2 separate regions of the Sus scrofa genome follow, and region 1 is linked to region 2. The links are chromatin contacts, called in public HiChIP or PLAC-seq maps. All regions are on one chromosome and are shown on one strand. The core of a region is the stretch at or near the end of the contact, and the rest is flanking DNA. Distances in the headings are between cores, read along the strand shown.

Region 1 (2,746 bases), core at 168-2,667, 100 kb before region 2:
GCACTTCACTGAAGCAGGAACCTTCCCCAGACAGGACTCCTTGGAGCCAACTGAGAGCAAGGGGCCCAGCACCAGATGCTCTTATGCCAACTGTCAGCCTGCAGCTAAGGACCTGCATCAGGGGACAGTGCATTCAAAGCATCAATGTTCCTCTCTTATAAGGGGCCACAGACGTTATCCTTTAAACAACTAACACATTTAAAACATGCAAACTAGGAGTTCCCGCTGTGGTGCGGTGGGTTAAGAACCTACTGCAGTGGCTTGAGGCACTGAGAAGCGTGGGTTCGATGCCCAGCATGGTGCAGTGAGCTAAAGGATCTGGTGTTGCCACAGCTATGATGTAGGTTGCAGCTGTGGCTTGGATTCAATCCCTGGTCTCGGAATTTCCACATGCCACAGATGTAGCTCAAATAAATAAATAAATAAATAATTTTAAAACAAATAAATATTTTGAAAAACTTATGGTTTCCAAAGGGCACAGGGTGGCGGGGGTAGGGGAGTGTGCTGGGGGTTTGGGATGGAAATGCTATAAAACTGGGTTGAGGAGTTGCTGTTGTGGCTCAGTGGTTAACGAATCCGACTAGGAACCATGAGGTTTCGGATTCTATCCCTGGCCTTGCTCAGTGGGTTAAGGATCCGGCGTTGCCGTGACCTGTGGTGTAGGTTGTAGACATGGCTGGGATCCCTCGTTGCTGTGGCTCTGGTATAGGCCGGCAGGCTACAGCTCCTATTAGACCCCTAGCCTGGGAACCTCCATGTGCCACAGAAGTGGCCCCAGAGGTGGCAAAAAGACAAAAAAAGTGGGTTGAGATGATTGTTTTACAACTATAAATGTAATAAAATGCACTGGGTTAAAAAAATTGACGCACGCAAAACAAGTAAGTAAAAACAATGAAAACTAAACACAGACCAAAAATGAGCATTACAATGTCAGTACTAATGGAGGAACTTATATCGTAGTGAAAAGGCAATACCTAAATGGTCAAAAGGGACTCTTTCCTGTAGACAGACTGACTTACCCTCCCATCTTGCAGTCCCCAGTCCCACCTTTCCAGGCTCTGACATACTTCGGATTGGCCCACAGGGACACTGGATTAAAGCTTCCACTTGAAAAATAAGGTCCCACTGGGCTCAAGATTACAAAGATCAGGGCTTTCGTAGGCTTCTTGACTCCCAGGGAAGGCTGCAATGAAGCAAAAGTACACAAACCTGTTAATTTAAAATGCAGGTCTAGAACAGATCTGTAACTATCCCAAGAAGGAGCTAAGGCTAGCTGTCAATTCTAAAGTTGAGCTACACAAAGCCTAAAGGTCTTCTCTTTTAAGAAGAAAACACCAAGAATGGGGAACTTCAGTTTCATTTTGCTCAGCTGAGTTATGATTTCAAAAGAAAAGCAAATTTGGGAGTTCCCATTGTGGCGCAACAGAAATGAATATGACTAGGAACCATGAGGTCGGGAGTTCCGATCCCTGGCCTCACTCAGTGGGTTAAGGATCTGGCGTCGCCATGAGCTGTGGTGTAGGTTGCAGACGCAGCTCAGATCCTGCGTTGCTGTGGCTGTGGGGTAGGCCAGCAGCTGTAGCTCCAATTGGACCCCTAGCCTGGGAACCTCCATATGCCACACGTGCAGCCCTAAAAAGCAAAAGATAGATTAAAAGTGAATTTGTCAAATTTTTTTGGGGGGGGGAGGGGGTGGTTTTTCAAAGAGATGCTTTCTTGACCCACTTTTTAAAAATTTATATTCAGTGAGGAGAGGAGTTCCTGTTGTTGCTCAGCAGGTTAAGGACCTGACATTTTCTCTGTGAGGATATGAGTTCAATCCCTGACCTTGCTCAGTGGGTTAAGGATTCAGTGTTGCTGCAAGTTGCAGCACAGGTCACAGATGCAGCTTGGATCCAGTGTTGGCGTGGCTGTGGCATAGGCTGCAGCTGCAGCTCTGATTTGACTCCTAGCCCAGGAACTTCCATATGCTGCCAATGAGGCCATAAAAAGAAAAAAAAAATTATTTGTGGAAAAAAGTTGACACGGAAACAAAAATTATCTTAAAATCATCATTTTTTTTTAAAAAAAGCATCTGGGTTCCCACGTGAAGCTGAGGACCAAGCAAGGGATTTACCCTTTTATTAATGTAAAAATCTTTACATTTTTAGGCATTCCCATTGCAGCGCAGTGGGTTGTGAACCTGACTAGCATCAATCCCTGGCCTCACACAGTGTGTTAAGGATCCAGTGTTGCTGTATGCTGTGGTACAGTTTCCAGACGAGGCTTGGATCTGGCATTGCTGTGGATGTGGAGGAGGCCGGCAGCTGAAGCTCTGATTCAACCCCTAGCCTAGGAACTTCCATACACCACAGGTACAGGTCTGATAAGCAAAAAACAAAAATAAAATTAAAATTTTTACATTTTTGGCCACATCTACAGCATGCAGAAGTTCCCAGGCCAGGGATTAAACCCTTGCCACAGCAGTGACAATGCTGGATCCTTAACCCTCTGAGCTACCAGGGAACTCTTATCAATTTTTTCACTAGTAGGCTTTCTAACAACTAGCCATATCACACTCTTCAATGTTACATTGGTCGGGGACTGAGAAAGGGAAGAACCCAGACATGATTTCAGTCTTTGGGGGTGAAACCTAGCATTGCTTCTCTAATGCACCCTTCTGCTTCGCAGGCTGCTGGCTGCTTCAGGACATGGCAGGGCCTCCAGCAGGGGATGGACTTAGGGGAGTGTGCATTGGCACACCTGA
Region 2 (2,700 bases), core at 29-2,528:
AAGCCAAACAGTCCCAGATTCCTAACCCATACAAACTGTGAGGTAATTACCTGTTTATCGATCTGGGCCTCTACATCTCAGGGTCATTTGCTTCCCAGCAATAGATAATAAAGATGGAGAAGCTGAGAGAAACTCCTGGGGGTCTGATGTATTTGGGGTGATTATAGAGCTAGCACGTGGAGCACCTGCACTGTGCTAGGCTGTGTTCTGTGTATTTTCCATATAGAAATTCACTCCATCCTCACTTTGCTGCTGTGGTTACCACCATGGTACAGACAAAGAAACTGCCATGGAGAGGTTAAGCCACCTGTTCAAGAGGCAGAGTTCAGAGGAAAACTCGCAATCCAGATCTTGAGTCGAGGCTCTTAATTGTGATGCTGTACAGCTCCTCTTGTGGTTAATTATAGTGGAAAGAGAGAAGCGAGTTTGGTTGGAAGGCCATTATAGGCAGGAGTGGAGGGGTACATGAACAGAAACAGAAAGTTGGAAAGGCTCACCGAAGGCTGAATTTGACTTTATTAAGCCTACATCACAGGCATGAAATTACCCACCCCTTTCTCCCACTAAGAGTAACTAGCAGACGAGGAGGAAATCTGCGTCTTTTTTTTCTTTTCTTTTTCTTTTTAGGGGTGAACCAGCAGCATATGAAAGTTCCCAGGTTAGGGGTTGAATCAGACCTACAGCTGCCAGACTACACCACAGCCACAGCAATGCCAGATCTGAGCCATATCTGCGAATGACACCACAGCTCAAGACAATGCCGGACCCTTAACGTGCTGAGTGAGGCCATGGATTGAACCTGCATCCTCATGGATACTCGTTGGATTCATTTCCGCTGCACCACAATGGGAACTCCTGGAAATCTGCCTGTTTTGGGAATGGCAGCATTTTTCAAGTAATGCAGAAAGCCCAAGTAATAAGATAGATGTGACCATCAGTGCTGTTTTGTGATAATGTCTGTTTGCTCAAATAAGTTAACTGACCATCCCAACTGACTCACTCAGAGGAAATAAATTCATCCACAGATTGATCCATGTATCCTTTGCCCAAGATAAAATACATTGTGGTGATTTTTCACAAAAAATGAAAGTCCTAGGCTGTTGTTTTTTGGCCCCTCATTGGGCAAGTAGTTCTAAACAGTCTTAAGAAATCCTGTACATTCCCCCCAAACTGTTTTCACTTTCTCTCTTGGATGGCTTCAACTTAACTTTATTCACACTCTTTTCTTTTTCTGGTCACACCCACAGCATGCCGAAGTTCCCAGGCCAGATTGAGCCCTCGCCACAGCAGTGACCCTCGCCACATCAGTGACAAAGCCAGATTCTTAACCCACTGAGCCATCAGGGAACTCCCGTTTTGCTTCCTTTTTCCTCCTTTCCTCAGTGACTTTCATGCACCCGAAACTGGCACTTAAAACGGTGCAAAGTGTGTTTCAGCAGAGCCTTCGTTATACTTCATGCTGCTGGTCCTGTCCCTGAAGAGGACACCAAGAAATCCCCAGCATCTGTACAAAGAGGACTGTCTGATCTGATTGGTAAAAAAAAAAAAAAAAAAAAAAAAAAAAAAAAAAAAAAATAATCCCCAGCATGCTTTGCTTGTTGCTGATAAAAATGCTTTGTTGTAGTTCCAGTTGTGGTGCAGTGGAAACGAATCGACTAGTAACCATGAGGTTGCAGGTTGGATCCCTGGCCTTGCTCAGTGCGTTATAAAGATCTGACATTGCTGTGGCTGTGGTGTAGGCCGGCAGCTGTAGCTCTGATTCAACCGCTAGCCTGGAAACCTCCATATGCCTTGGGTGTGGCCCTAAAAAGCAAAAAAAAAAAAAAAACCAAACAAAAAAAACCCCACAAAATGCTTTGTTGAATATGTAACAGCAATATGACATAAAAATCAAGGATGCCACTAAAATGTTTTATCAAAATCAAACATTTAATTGCCTCTGTTGGAACAACAAAAGAGAAAATTAATGAGCTCTCCATCCATTTTTTAAAAATAGTAAAAGGAGGGCAAAATAAATATAGACAGTGGTAAGAAAACAAAGTGAAATGAGAAAGTAATGTAACACGCAATACAGAGTATTAACAATACTTAAAATTGTTTTTATAAAAAGTGGTAATTTTAAAAAATTATCTTGTAAATAGACATAAAAGAGGGAAAGAAGGCAAATGCATAAATGTCACAAGTCATATAATGGTAATAATAAACATTATAGACTATTTATGCCCATAAACTTGAAATCTAAACAATAACAACAAAATGCTGGGAAATGAAGCCTGGTTGAGAATTTTAAAGAAGGCGTGAGAATTGACAACTCCCTTTTATGTCCTACTGCGGTGCTGACATTTATCAGGATCATTCAGTCCTGTCACACTTTCACACCTGGTTGCTGATTTTCAAGAATAGAAATTCTTGTCTGAGAAAATTCCTTTTTCCCATCAACACCAGGCTGAGTCTGTTGCTTTGGGTATGTGGGGAATGCCTAGGTTTTACGTAGAGTGATTTATTATTCAATTCTGTGTGCTAGTTACTTTGTGAGTACTTTTATGGGGGAAAAGTCATGGTGAGAAGGTGATTGCATTTTGCATGACATAAAAACAAAAAAATGGATGGAATATTTATGTAACACAACCCTAATTCTTACCTTCCAGGCAGAAAAAAATAAAAACATGTTTATCTTGCAAACTAAATGAGCTCTAGTTC

Evidence for each region. HiChIP or PLAC-seq counts read pairs in DNA pulled down with a chosen protein or histone mark.
Region 1: an H3K27ac HiChIP or PLAC-seq map of alveolar macrophages shows a contact between it and region 2. The contact joins two enhancer-like sites. A contact is called at or near these places in 3 of 47 Hi-C or Micro-C datasets (embryonic fibroblasts, liver and skeletal muscle) and 1 of 2 datasets of contacts at active chromatin or transcription factors (alveolar macrophages).

Annotation. Positions count from the first base shown.
Region 1 is chr5:48,888,037-48,890,782 of Sscrofa11.1, reverse strand. BCAT1 (branched-chain-amino-acid aminotransferase, cytosolic) reads right to left here. Exons shown (of 11, transcript XM_021092209.1): 6 at 1,020-1,183. Among named protein-coding and RNA genes, the nearest start is that of BCAT1, 75 kb to the right of the region's middle. Within about 2 kb of position 1,417, at least 5 of the 83 cell types and tissues checked have an H3K27ac peak or open chromatin away from gene starts, as enhancers often do. A contact at or near this core is called in alveolar macrophages, where this site is marked.
Region 2 is chr5:48,785,084-48,787,783 of Sscrofa11.1, reverse strand. No RefSeq gene overlaps it. Among named protein-coding and RNA genes, the nearest start is that of BCAT1, 28 kb to the left of the region's middle. Within about 2 kb of position 1,278, at least 2 of the 83 cell types and tissues checked have an H3K27ac peak or open chromatin away from gene starts, as enhancers often do. A contact at or near this core is called in alveolar macrophages, where this site is marked.